Linked DNA regions of Mus musculus: region 1 is linked to region 2. A link is a contact called in public promoter capture Hi-C data. All regions are on one chromosome and are shown on one strand. Each heading gives the region's core, a stretch centred on a gene start, on an enhancer-like site or on the middle of the called end of the contact. The rest is flanking DNA. Distances are from core to core; before and after follow the strand shown. Region 1 overlaps Slc25a17 (solute carrier family 25 (mitochondrial carrier, peroxisomal membrane protein), member 17). Region 2 overlaps Mrtfa (myocardin related transcription factor A).

Region 1 (5,845 bases), core at 2,857-5,356, 300 kb before region 2:
CCCAACCCCAAATCACCATTCTGAATCTTATTTAAAAAAAAAAAATCACCAAGTGATTGCCCTCACTGAGTGAGGAAGGGAGTTCTCTGCCTTGTTGTGTGAGTGTGTGAGGAAGCCCTGCTATCAGCCGGGCTTCCAGATGGCTTCTAACAGCAGTGGCATTTGTTGTAACCCAGCACAAAGTTAAGCCTTACCTGAAGTCAGTGGCAGAAATAGAAACTGGCTTATTGGTGTAACTTAAGACAGCGAAGATAGCGGGGAACCGTGCTTTCAGGCGTCTTTCTCTGTTTTTAAGGAGTGGTGAATGTGCTGCTGACGACTCCGCTCTGGGTGGTAAACACCAGACTGAAGCTGCAGGGGGCAAAATTTCGGAATGAAGACATTATACCAACTAACTACAAAGGCATTATCGGTAGGTGTCTCTGAGATGTGTCCTTTCTGTTTGAACTCTGTTTCCACAGAAAAGCTGCCTAGCAGACAGCTTCAACTGTCAGGAAGCCATTGTTTGCCTGTGTTTCTGTGGTCCATAGAACTCATCTGGGCTGAGTCTCAGCCCTGAACATTCTCCTAACAGTGGCACAAGAGGACACACCTGCTGTGCTGCTGCAGCGTGCCTGGTGACACGCCTAAGACTAGGGTAGAGACTTGTATTATCCTCAAGGAGAAGATGGGGAGTATGTGAGTTTTTACTTAGTTTTTTACTAGGTATTAAACCCAGCACCTCAGGTGTGCCCAGCAAGCATTCTACCCCTAACGTAAATTGTGATGCTGTTGTTTTGGTTTGGGGTTTGTTTTGTTTTTAAGACAGTCTCTGTAGCCTAGGCTGGCCTCATCCTCAAGATGATCTTGACCTTCTGATCCTCCTGCCTCCAAGTCTCAGAGTGGGGATTTACAGGAGTGCGTCCCGGTGCCGTGAGAGTCTGAACCCGTGGCTGTGTACATTCTAGGAAAGCACAATACTGAGTTGTATCCCCAGCTCAAGTGCCTCTAGTTTATTTTTAAGACAAGAATTTTGCTGTTTCCCAGGCTGGCCTTGAACACGTTGAGGCCTACACTGGCCTCAAAGTACCTACATTACAGGTGTGACCCACCACACCCAGCCTAGGCCGGCCACAGATTTAAGCTCCTCCTGCCCTTTAGCCTCCCCAGTGCTGGGGGTATTGGTGCTTACAGTACAACCAGCCCGTGTTCCTGTTTTTAAAGAATAGTGCACCTTTTACTCCATAATGATGTCTTTGGATACCGGGACAGTAGCTGATGGCTTTAAACGTCTGCTTCTTTAAGGAAGGCTCTCGATGTACAACTGGCTTTGAAGTCTTTTAAGTCCTCCTGCCTTAGTCCCCAGAGTGCTGGATGCCAGAGGGTGCCACCACACTGCCTGGCGTTTTAGTGAAGCCACACGCCCAGGATCTCATTTCTCATGCATTTTTGTTTGTAACAGAGGTCATTTTCTTTTTTTTTGTTTGTTTTTTGTTTTTTTGTTTTTGTTTTTTTCGAGACAGGGTTTCTCTGTGTAGCCCTTGGCTGTCCTGGAACTCACTTTGTAGACCAGGCTGGCCTCGAACTCAGAAATCCGCTTGTCTCTGCCTCCCAAGTGCTGGGATTAAAGGCGTGCACCACCACCGCCCGGGCAGAAATAGTTTTCTTGTAAATCGTTGGTCATAGATTTCAAGAAAAGATCTTACCTTGTGCTATGGTTGGCCGTGTGGAACACATGGTTTACAGTTCACATTTCTGTACAGTACACAGTTCCCAGATGTGCTGACAGTGCAGCAGTATCAGGCAAAGTTCATGTGATGGAAGTTGGCATCACATTCTGATGGTTATTTAAAAAATAGTTAACTCCAGTGCATGGCAGCCCACTCCTGTTGTCTGAAGCAGGAAGATACAGTGTTCAAGGCTATACTGGGATACATAGCACGAACATCTTTAAAAACAAAAGCAAAGACAGATGAACAGAAAAGTACCTAAGTAGGAAATCTGCCCCCAAAATATTATTGAGAGGATAGTTTCTATCTGGGCCCATTTGAACAGAATAAATGTCTTTTCTAGTTAGGGCACTGTCATGGTGCTTTGCAAAAGCCTGACTTCTTGCTTAGATGCATTCCACCAGATTATTCGAGATGAAGGGATCTTGGCTCTGTGGAATGGCACCTTCCCCTCCTTGCTGTTGGTCTTCAACCCTGCCATCCAATTCATGTTCTATGAAGGCTTAAAACGGCAGCTTCTAAAGAAACGGATGAAGGTAATCCCTAACTTTAAAATTGTCTAAAAGGAATGCCTGTTTCCTCGTTTGATTAAAATGGTCCCTCCTCTGCTTTCCAGCTCTCTTCTCTGGATGTGTTCATCATTGGCGCAATAGCCAAAGCGATTGCCACCACAGTCACCTATCCCATGCAGACGGTACAGTCAATTCTGAGGGTGAGTCCTGGGGTTCTCCTAAAGTAAGGCCAGTGACACCTAAATTACGTCCTAAAGTCGTAAAGGCAGTGATGCAGGTGGTGTGTAGCCTGTGTGGTTCTGCCCATTTTCCTCTCTGTGCGATGTTTTGCTAGCCAGGCTTTAGCCTGACTTTCTGCATGACGTGGAATGAGGGTTACATTGGAATTTCTTAGTAATATATGGTCTCAGAAAAACCATATGTGTGGAAAGATTCCTCAAGGACTCAGGACACCCCAGGGTCTCTTCTCATTCACGTTGTTTGCCTTGATGATCCTTGATAAAATCAGAGGTTAACTTTTTTTTTTAAAGATTTATTTATTTATTTGTGAGTACACCGTAGCCATCTTCAGACACCCTAGAAGAGGGAGTCAGATCTCATTACCGGTGGTTGTGAGCCACCATGTGGTTGCTGGGATTTGAACTCGGGACCTTTGGAAGAGCAGTCAGTGCTCTTAACCACTGAGCTATCTCTCCAGCCCCCAGAGGTTAGCTTCTATAGTTCATTCATGGATAGTTAACAATTAAACTGTTTCAAAGCACTTCAGATTTCCAGACATTTGGTTGTTTACACATTCAGACATTTTTAGACACTCTGAGAAGCTGGGGGTACAGTGTAGTCCCTGTCCTCATGGAGACAGCAAGTGAAAGCACCAGGTAATTATTCCAGTCTGAGTCAGCTGTTCGGGACATGAGCAGCCCTGGCTTACTGAAGAGGAGCAGTGGGGTTCCTTCTGGGCGATTGGGCTGGGTTTCCAGCTCTCCTGAGAAGCACACTGAAGTCAAGATGCAAGGGGTTGTGAAGCTTGTGCTGGCTAAGAGGGAGAGAGCCGGCAAGACTTGCTTGTCTTAGAACTGAAGGGGGCCTCTGTGGCCAGGAGTGGCTTGCCCAGCAGGAAGCTAGAATAATTACAGGAAAGGTAGCTGTAAGTGAGGAAAGCCGATGGCAAGATTTTATTCTCAGCCCAGCAGTTAGCCTCTGGGGACTTTTAAGGTGGGACGTAGCATGATTCTGAAAGGCCTGTGTGGCTCTTCTGCAGTGTATTGATCAGCTGACGGGGAGAGTCTGGATAAGAGTGTTTGCTCTGAAATATATGACCCTGAGTTTAAATCTTTAGCACCTTTGTAAAGAGTCAGGCATGGCTTCCTGTGCCTGTAACCCCAACATGGGGTTGGGGAAGTATGGGAGTAGAGGCAGGCAGATCTTGAAAGCTGGCTCGCCAGCCAGCCTAGCCAAAATGACAAGCTTCTGTGTCAGTGACCATCTTGTGGCATGAAGGCAGGGATCAAGAGAAGAAGGCGACAGAGGCCCCTACTTCACCTCCACATGCACACAGGTGCATCCTCCACTTTCACAGGCTATTTGAACCTGTTTCTAGTTGTGGTGTGGCTCAGCCCTTGGCACACACCTTTAATCCCCTGGTTGGAATACAGACTGGCCTTTGGACCTCACCTTTAATCTCAAACAATAAAGGTGAAGTTAGTTTGTAGAAGGAAGCAGCGTGTTTAAAAATACTATGTCTAATTAAGTATCAGACAAACAAGCCAGAAAAAGATTTGACAGGATGGAATATGCCCAATTCTCAAGAGATGAGAGAGGAAAGAGAAGCTGCTTAAGGGAGAGAGAAAGAACAGGAGGAAGAAAATACAGTCCAGGAATACAGTCGAGTTCGTGGAGAGCAGTGCAGTAGAGTTGAGAGGGAGAGTAGAGCAGCACAGAGAGGGAGAGGGAGGCAGCTTTACCAGGAGAGTTTTACAGACAGATTGAAGAGAGAACAAGCAAGAGAATAAGAAGGAGCCAGAAGACTAGGACAGATTGCTAGAGGTAGTTTGAGGCCAAGGAGAATTCAGAGGCCAAGAGAAAAGTCAGATTGAGTAAGTCAGCTGGAAGAGGAGTTTGAGCCAGAACAGCTGAGTTGAATTAGAACGAGCAAAAAAAGGTGAGCTTATTCAACAGCAAGTCTCCGAGGCTGAAAACATTCTAGGCCTAGATTAGATTGTACTGAGGCTAGAAGCTTCCAGACTAGGCATAGGTTAGGAAAGGAACAATTACAACAGGAAAATAAAAGTTATTTTACACCCCACCCCACCCCTCCCAGGCTAAAGAGAAAGAAAAAGAGGGCCAATCAGGTAAGAGACCATTTTAGTAATCTAGGTGAGGGCATGGTAGCCTAGGCTAGGTTAGCAGCAATGGAGATAGATAGGGTGTGGACAAATTCAGGGTCTGTGCTGGGGCTTAGTGTGTTGCTTACTTAGCATGTGCAAGGTCCTGGGTTCGATCCCCAGCACTACAAAAATACTGTTAAAAGGCTGTTCTAGAGGGGCTGGCGAGATGGCTCAGTGAGTAAGAGCACTGACTGCTCTTCTGAAGGTCCTGAGTTCAAATCCCAGCAACCACATGGTGGCTCACAACCATCTGTAATAGGATCTGATGCCCTCTTCTGGTGTGTCTGAAGACAGCTACAGTATACTTATGTATAATAATAAATAAATCCTTTTTTTAAAAAAATCTGTTCTAGAAAGAACATTTGAAAGATTTATTGCTCAAGAAAATGAAGGTGGTGTCTCAGTTAAAAACTCTACTTTCTATGAAAAGTGTTTTTGCTAATGTGCTATTTTTGGTGAAATTGGCTCTTGATGGAAAGGATTTCACTATAGTTCACATTAATGCTTTTAACATAGTCCTAATATATGATTTGAAGAGTGTTGTTTGTGGGTGCTCTGACTGATCAGTGGTTATGTTACCAAGGAGAATGTCTTAAAGACCTGGAAGTTACCCCTCCCCCCCTACACACATCTGTGTATCACCCCGGGCATGTGCTTCTGTTTTGTTTTAATCCTTGCTGATCAAGTTATTCCATAACTCTTTGTAAAGGTGAAAGTCCCCATGCTGAGGATGTAGTTTAGTGTTGAGGGAATCTATTCTTTATTGAAAAATATCTTTTATTTTGATTTGCTTAATTGAAAAAGAAGATTAATAAACTCTATGATCCTAGTTGGATACTTTTTATCAACAGGATGCTGTGTTATGAGATGTTACACCAGTGTAATTTCCTAAGTAGAGATTAAGATGAAGAGGGGCTGGAGAGATGAGTGGTTTAGAGCAGAGGACCCAAATCCACTTGTGCAGCATTCCCGTGGAGAGGTTCACCGCCTTCCATGACTCCAGCTCCTCGGGACCAAGGCACTGGCGTGCAAACGTGCATATATCCATACTCTCACACACACATATGTACATGATTAAAATAAAAATAAATCTTTTTTAAAAACAAAATTAAGGTAAAACAGTAATAAATAGTAATTATCTTTTTTTTCCTCTTTTCATCCCAGTTTGGACGTCATAGACTGAACCCAGAAAACAGGACCCTGGGAAGTCTTCGGAATGTTCTCTCTCTTCTTCACCAGC
Region 2 (5,852 bases), core at 590-3,089:
CCTCCCACTCTCTGCTCTTGTCCATCTTCTGCTAGCAGAGCCAACTGTTGGCTTTACAGTCAGACACGTGTGTGGCTGTTACTGTCTTACGGGAGTTCGTGAGAAGCCTGGGTTGCCATGACCCTTTTTTTTTTTTTGGTTTTTTTTTTTTTTTTTTTTTTTTGGTTTTTCAAGACAGGGTTTCTCTGTGTAGCCCTGGCTGTCCTGGAACTCACTTTGTAGACCAGGCTGGCCTTGAACTCAGAGATCCACCTGCCTCTGCCTCCCGAGTGCTGGGATTAAAGGCATGCGCCACCACGCCCGGCCTAACATGACCCTTCTGGGTCCACCACCCACTGGGATAGCATGGTCATGGTCTCTATCTGCTGGGATGGAGCCCCTTTCTCTCCCAAACACTGCAGTTTGTTTGGGTTTCACTTGCTCACTCACTCCCCCACTGGTATTACCTAAGCACCTATGATGGCAGCCATACTCACCCAGCTATACTTTTCGTTCCTGTGGTTAGCTATAGGATTCATTTTCTATAGTGTTTGAAAGGAGAAGTTGGGCTCCAGAGAGTACCACGTATGTGCCTATTTTAGTTTGCTTAGTTTGGGGGTCATTGGGAGCCTCAAGGAGACCTTCTCAAGTCAGAACCCCACATTTTGCCACTGAAGCCACCGAGAGCCAGGACAAAGAACAGTTTGCCTTGGTGGCCCAGGTCTGAGTGGAGCAGAGCAGTTCTTGCTCTGGTGTTGTGGCTGTGCAGCCCCGCCTCAGAAGCTGTTCAGGTCAAGCCCGGCTAGAATTGCCCAGCGACCCTGGAAGCCAGGCTACACTCCTGCCTGGGCGTGGTTCCCACTCTGCTCCTGTCAGCTCCTGTGGCTCTAAGGGCCCTAGGCCAGGAATCTGGGACCTTTCCTCCCATCTCTCTGAACCCCCTTCTTTTCCATGTAGAGACCTCGGCTGAGCCTTCGCTCCAGGCCAAGCAGCTGAAGCTGAAGAGAGCCAGGCTGGCTGATGACCTCAATGAAAAGATTGCACAGAGGCCTGGCCCCATGGAGCTGGTGGAGAAGAATATCCTGCCTGTGGAGTCCAGCCTGAAGGAGGCTATCATTGGTGAGGAGGCTCCCACTCTGTATGGACCGTAGCCTGAGTGTAGAAGAGAGGCTGAGTTCAGGGGGAACTTCAGTTTAGACATAGGGATTCACCGGGAGGAAATGTGAGGAAGCGTTCAGGGGAGGCTTTCGGGAGGAAGTGGAACCCAGGCCCATGTTCATCTTAGGAGTCGTGGGCTGCTGAGGGCCCCACCCACATCCATCTACACTCATGTCCATCTACGCACACAGGTGTCCACCGTCTCTTCAGACACACAGCACAAGTCCCATGTCATTCCCTCCCTCAGATCTGAGTTGTCTCTTTAGCGTGCCCATCTGTCCTGCTCCAAGGTCTATCGACCATCACCTCCCACAGGGCGGTGCCCACCCAGCCCTGCTTCCAGGACATGGCTGGGTGCAGGAGCGGGATAAATAGTACTTGTGGGGCTATCCTGCACATGGTCTCCATCCTGTCAGTGTGGCCAGTGGCTTCCTCCATGATGGGCCCAGCTCAGTGTGAACTATGACTTATCTGGGCTAGATCACCCTTCAGTGTGCTTGGCCCCACCCTGCTGCTGTCTCTGAATAGGTCCTCATGCTGGGAGGAAGAAAAATCTGTTTGTAGGATTGGTGTGAAGTCTAGCCACAGGTGAGGGAACAGAAGGCCAAGCAAGCCCCACCCTCACAGTCCTAGCCCATCCGGCTGCAGTCTGCCAGTGAGAGAAGCTTAGATGTTCCTCCTCGGTCCCAGGGCTGTAGAAAGTCTCAGGTCACAGCTAGAGAGGAAGAGGCTGTGGGCTTGTTCCTCTTTTTATCTGGGGTCCTCCCCTCTCCCCAACCTCTTCCCCCAGCTGTGGACACTGGTTGTGACATGCCTCTTGACATATCCTCCTGGCCGGGGTTTCCGTCTTTCCTCTACTGCCACTGCGAGTCCCAGCTGGGGCCCCTGTCCCTGCCTCTGCCCCCTTTCAGCCAACTCTGTCAGCTGTCAGAACATGGTTCTGGGCCAGTCTAGGCGCTCAAGGCAGTGGACTGTCCTGGCATATTTGCTGCCCAGGCGCTAGGTCTTGGCTTCATGGACCTTTGAAGGAGGGCATACTTTCACTGAGCCCAGGTACCTGTGAGGTGGGGACCCTCCCCCCATAGCCTCAGAGCCTTAGGCTGTTGTGGCCTTTGGGGACTGAGCCCTAAGGAGGAGCTGTGCTCACTTGCTGTCACCGTGGTCTATCAGCAGCAGGTTCATGGCCTTCACTGTGTGAGTGTAAGCAGTAGGAAAACAAAACCGGGAGTTTGTATGAAGGCCCAACCACAGCTCCTGGCAAGCCTGTTCCAGAGGCTGACTGTGCCTCTGAGCTCTGCACTAAGGCAAGGCGCTCGCTAGGTTCTCTATACTGTGCACCTCTTAGATGCAGGGCTGGGTCCTGCCAGCCCTTCCTGCCTACTTTCCTGTGTGCTGGCTGCAGGAGTCTTACACTGGCTTTGCATTTCAGTGGGCCAGGTAAATTACCCAAAGGTAGCAGACAGTTCCTCCTTCGACGAGGACAGCAGCGATGCCCTGTCTCCTGAGCAGCCTGCCAGCCATGAGTCCCAGGGTTCAGTGCCATCACCCTTGGAGTCCCGAGTCAGTGATCCACTGCCCAGTGCCACCTCCATATCACCCACTCAGGTGAGATTACCTCCTTCTAGATTCTTTCTCATAGAATCTAGAATTCTACCTGCCAAGGCCGCCCAGAGTCAGGCCTCTGTCCTGGGCAGTATGAGCAGGTCCTACTGTATGCATGAGGGATAGATGTGTATGTGTGGCCGTCATTTCAGATGCCAACAATGGACCCAATTCTAGCAAGCTGAGCATAAGGAGAGGCTGGGTTGGGGTCCTGCAGCCCTGGCCACCCACTCTCATTGGCTCTCCTAGGGCTGCTTATCCAAGAGCACTCAGTCAGAGATGTGGCCACCACCTGCCTGGCCTGTCTGGTTCTCTCCCAGCCAGCCTGGCTTTGTAACGTGCTATCACCCCACTTTGCCCTCTGACCATGAGGATGGCAGGGCAGGATAGATAAAGTCTACTTGGGGGTGCTTACTTCGTCCCTCCCTCCCTCCCTCCCAGGTTCTTTCTCAACTCCCAATGGCTCCGGATCCTGGAGAGACGCTTTTTCTGGCAGAGCAGCCTCCTCTGCCTCCCGCACCTCTGCTGCCCCCAAGCCTAGCCAATGGAAGCATCGTCCCCACTGCCAAGCCTGCTCCCACACTCATCAAGGTATTTTCTGCCAGCCACTGTCCTCCCAGCTAGAAGTCATCCTAGCTGTGGGAACGACTGCAAGGGGTGGGTCGGTACATCCTCTAGCGGTCAAGAACCTGACCCAAGGTGACCTGGGTATTTCTCATCTCTGCACTGCCCGTGGGACACTGAACACTGTCTTGGCCTGTTTTTGTTGTTAGGAACACGCTACCACAGCCTGGACAGAGATTAAAGAAAAAGGCTTGGGTCAGGGAAATGGCTCACCTGGATAAGGCATTTGCCACTAAGCCTGACAACCTGAGTTTGGTCCTCCAGATGTCTGTACTTACAGGTTCCCACAAATTGTCTTCCTACCTCCACATGCACACTGTAACATTCACACACATACACACACAAATTAAAATGTAATTTTTTTTAAAGGAAGTTTTTCTTGGCTTACAGTACTAGCCCATGGTAGTAGGGCTCAGTGTCCAGGATTCAGACATTGGGGCTCTACCCTAAGATGATCTTACAGAGTCCTAGTCACTCTGAAGGCCCCCTCTATGTATAAGTTAAACCACCACCCTCCTCAGACCTCATATGGGGAGTTCAGCTCCAATGTAGATTCAGCAGGTGTGGCACACTCACCCCGTGGCAGGCACAGTGAGCCAGGCATTTATGCCTGAAGGCACTACCTTCAGGTAGAGCACTGTTAGAGGCTGGCTGAGCTGAGCAGGGTATGCCACTGCCTGTGGAGCCTGCTTGTTGGCACTCCTCCCTGAAGCACCTGGGAAAGGGGTTATTGTCATTGTCAGGGCCATGTAGCCCCAGTAGTTTTACCTGTCCTCTCATTCTCTTGGCTCCCTCCCTATAGACCCTACACCAACATGGCAACCACCCCACCATCACCTCTGAACTCCTCCAAACCCCCATCCCTGAGGCTGCCCTTGGCCACACCTTTCCTTCGGGTCTGTGGCCTCATCAGATACACTGAGAAAGTCAGGACCTCTTCTTGGGCTCCAGGAGCCCAGCTCCTTACTGCCACATGTCCATGTTATCTTCCTCTAGTGGGCTACCTCTGTCCACACCTTCCTGTGGCCACCAGTTCAAGACTCTACCTGATCTCTGCATCATCTTCTGCCTTTGTCTCACCTTTGTCTGCTCAGAAGTGTCTAGGCTCCCACAGTCCTCTCTGGTACCCCCTGATTATTTGCCTTCATCTACCTCTGCCTGCCCCAAGAGCAGGGTATTGACCATGGCCCACTGATCTTTCTTGGTTCTTGGCCTGAGTCCTGCCCATCCAGGCCTTATTACAGTTGTGTCAGCTGGGAGCCTATGGGCACACACAGAAGATTGTGGCATCCTGGCCTGGATCAAGAACAAAATCACTGTGCAGCCTTGGGCAAGCGACTTCTGAGCTTGTTTCCAAATCACTGACACTTCCTTTCTAGGTGGGACTCTTCAGGGGCCTGAATGGCGCCCTTTGAGCATGGCCGCGCTACACAGCTCAACTGTAGTTTTGCCTCTTTTTTTTTTTTATGTTGCTCAGTCATGTGACACCTGTACAGCTCCATCTGATTGGTCTTTCCTCTGGCCTGCCACGTCTTCTAGGATAGGGCCAGTGTCATAGAGTAGGGGTGGGTGCTCCTCAGAGGATGCCGGGCATGGGCCTAAGTGGTGCCTCCCTGGGGTGGCCCCTGATACAATGTCTCATGTCCCCTCAGCAAAGCCAACCCAAGTCTGCCAGCGAGAAATCACAGCGCAGCAAGAAGGCCAAGGAGCTGAAGCCAAAGGTGAAGAAGCTCAAGTACCACCAGTACATCCCCCCGGACCAGAAGCAGGACAAGGGGGCGCCCGCCATGGACTCCTCCTATGCCAAGATCCTGCAGCAGCAGCAGCTCTTCCTGCAGCTGCAGATCCTCAACCAGCAGCAGCAGCAGCAGCAGCAACAGCACTACAACTACCAGGCCATCCTGCCTGCCCCTCCCAAGTAGGAGCACAAGTCCCCGAGGCTCTTCACCTGGGCCCCACTGCCTGCAGAGCTTAGGAAGGTACTGAAGCCCTTTGTTTCTGTCTTGCCTCAGGCCCTCGGCTGAGACTCCTGGAAGCAGTGCCCCTACCCCATCACGCAGCCTCTCCACCAGTAGCAGCCCCAGCTCAGGCACCCCAGGGCCCAGCGGGCTGGCACGCCAGAGCAGCACCGCACTAGCTGCCAAACCAGGAGCCCTGCCAGCCAACCTGGATGACATGAAGGTAGGTGGCTGACCCCTTCTCACTGAAGACTAGGCCTCTCCCATGAGGGATAAGGGGCAGGTTTTAGGCAGGGATAGTAATGGCCCATGATCACAAAACAGAAGGCAGAGGCAGCTCTAGATCTGGTCTGCTCTGAAAGGAGCCCTTTAGAGTCTTCTGTAAGGCCTCTCAGGCCCGTGGTCATAAGAACATCTATCTGCCCTTGTGTATGTGTGTGGGGCTGGGGACAAATCTCATATTCTCCATTATCATGTCTGTGAGTAGCAGCAGGGCTGTCAATATCGCCCCTTCCACTTTGCCAGTCAGTG

What was found. Capture Hi-C pulls out chosen DNA fragments and counts their contacts.
Region 1: a contact with region 2 is called in a promoter capture Hi-C map of adipose tissue. The contact joins two enhancer-like sites. A contact is called at or near these places in 1 of 39 promoter capture datasets (liver), 5 of 484 Hi-C or Micro-C datasets (the AML12 cell line, the C2C12 cell line, the G1E-ER4 cell line and 1 more), 3 of 115 datasets of contacts at active chromatin or transcription factors (T-cell acute lymphoblastic leukemia, fibro-adipogenic progenitors and pancreatic cancer cells) and 4 of 9 other capture datasets (adipose tissue, embryonic stem cells, liver and 1 more).

The regions. Positions count from the first base shown.
Region 1 is chr15:81,323,617-81,329,461 of GRCm38.p6, reverse strand. Slc25a17 (solute carrier family 25 (mitochondrial carrier, peroxisomal membrane protein), member 17) reads left to right here. Exons shown (of 9, transcript NM_011399.3): 5 at 296-412; 6 at 2,100-2,245; 7 at 2,326-2,421; 8 at 5,770-5,845. Among named protein-coding and RNA genes, the nearest start is that of Slc25a17, 34 kb to the left of the region's middle. Within about 2 kb of position 4,106, at least 15 of the 459 cell types and tissues checked have an H3K27ac peak or open chromatin away from gene starts, as enhancers often do. A contact at or near this core is called in adipose tissue, where this site is marked.
Region 2 is chr15:81,017,643-81,023,494 of GRCm38.p6, reverse strand. Mrtfa (myocardin related transcription factor A) reads left to right here. Exons shown (of 14, transcript NM_001082536.2): 6 at 937-1,098; 7 at 2,567-2,742; 8 at 3,181-3,330; 9 at 5,016-5,281; 10 at 5,376-5,544. Among named protein-coding and RNA genes, the nearest start is that of Sgsm3, 43 kb to the right of the region's middle. Within about 2 kb of position 1,839, at least 92 of the 459 cell types and tissues checked have an H3K27ac peak or open chromatin away from gene starts, as enhancers often do. A contact at or near this core is called in adipose tissue, where this site is marked.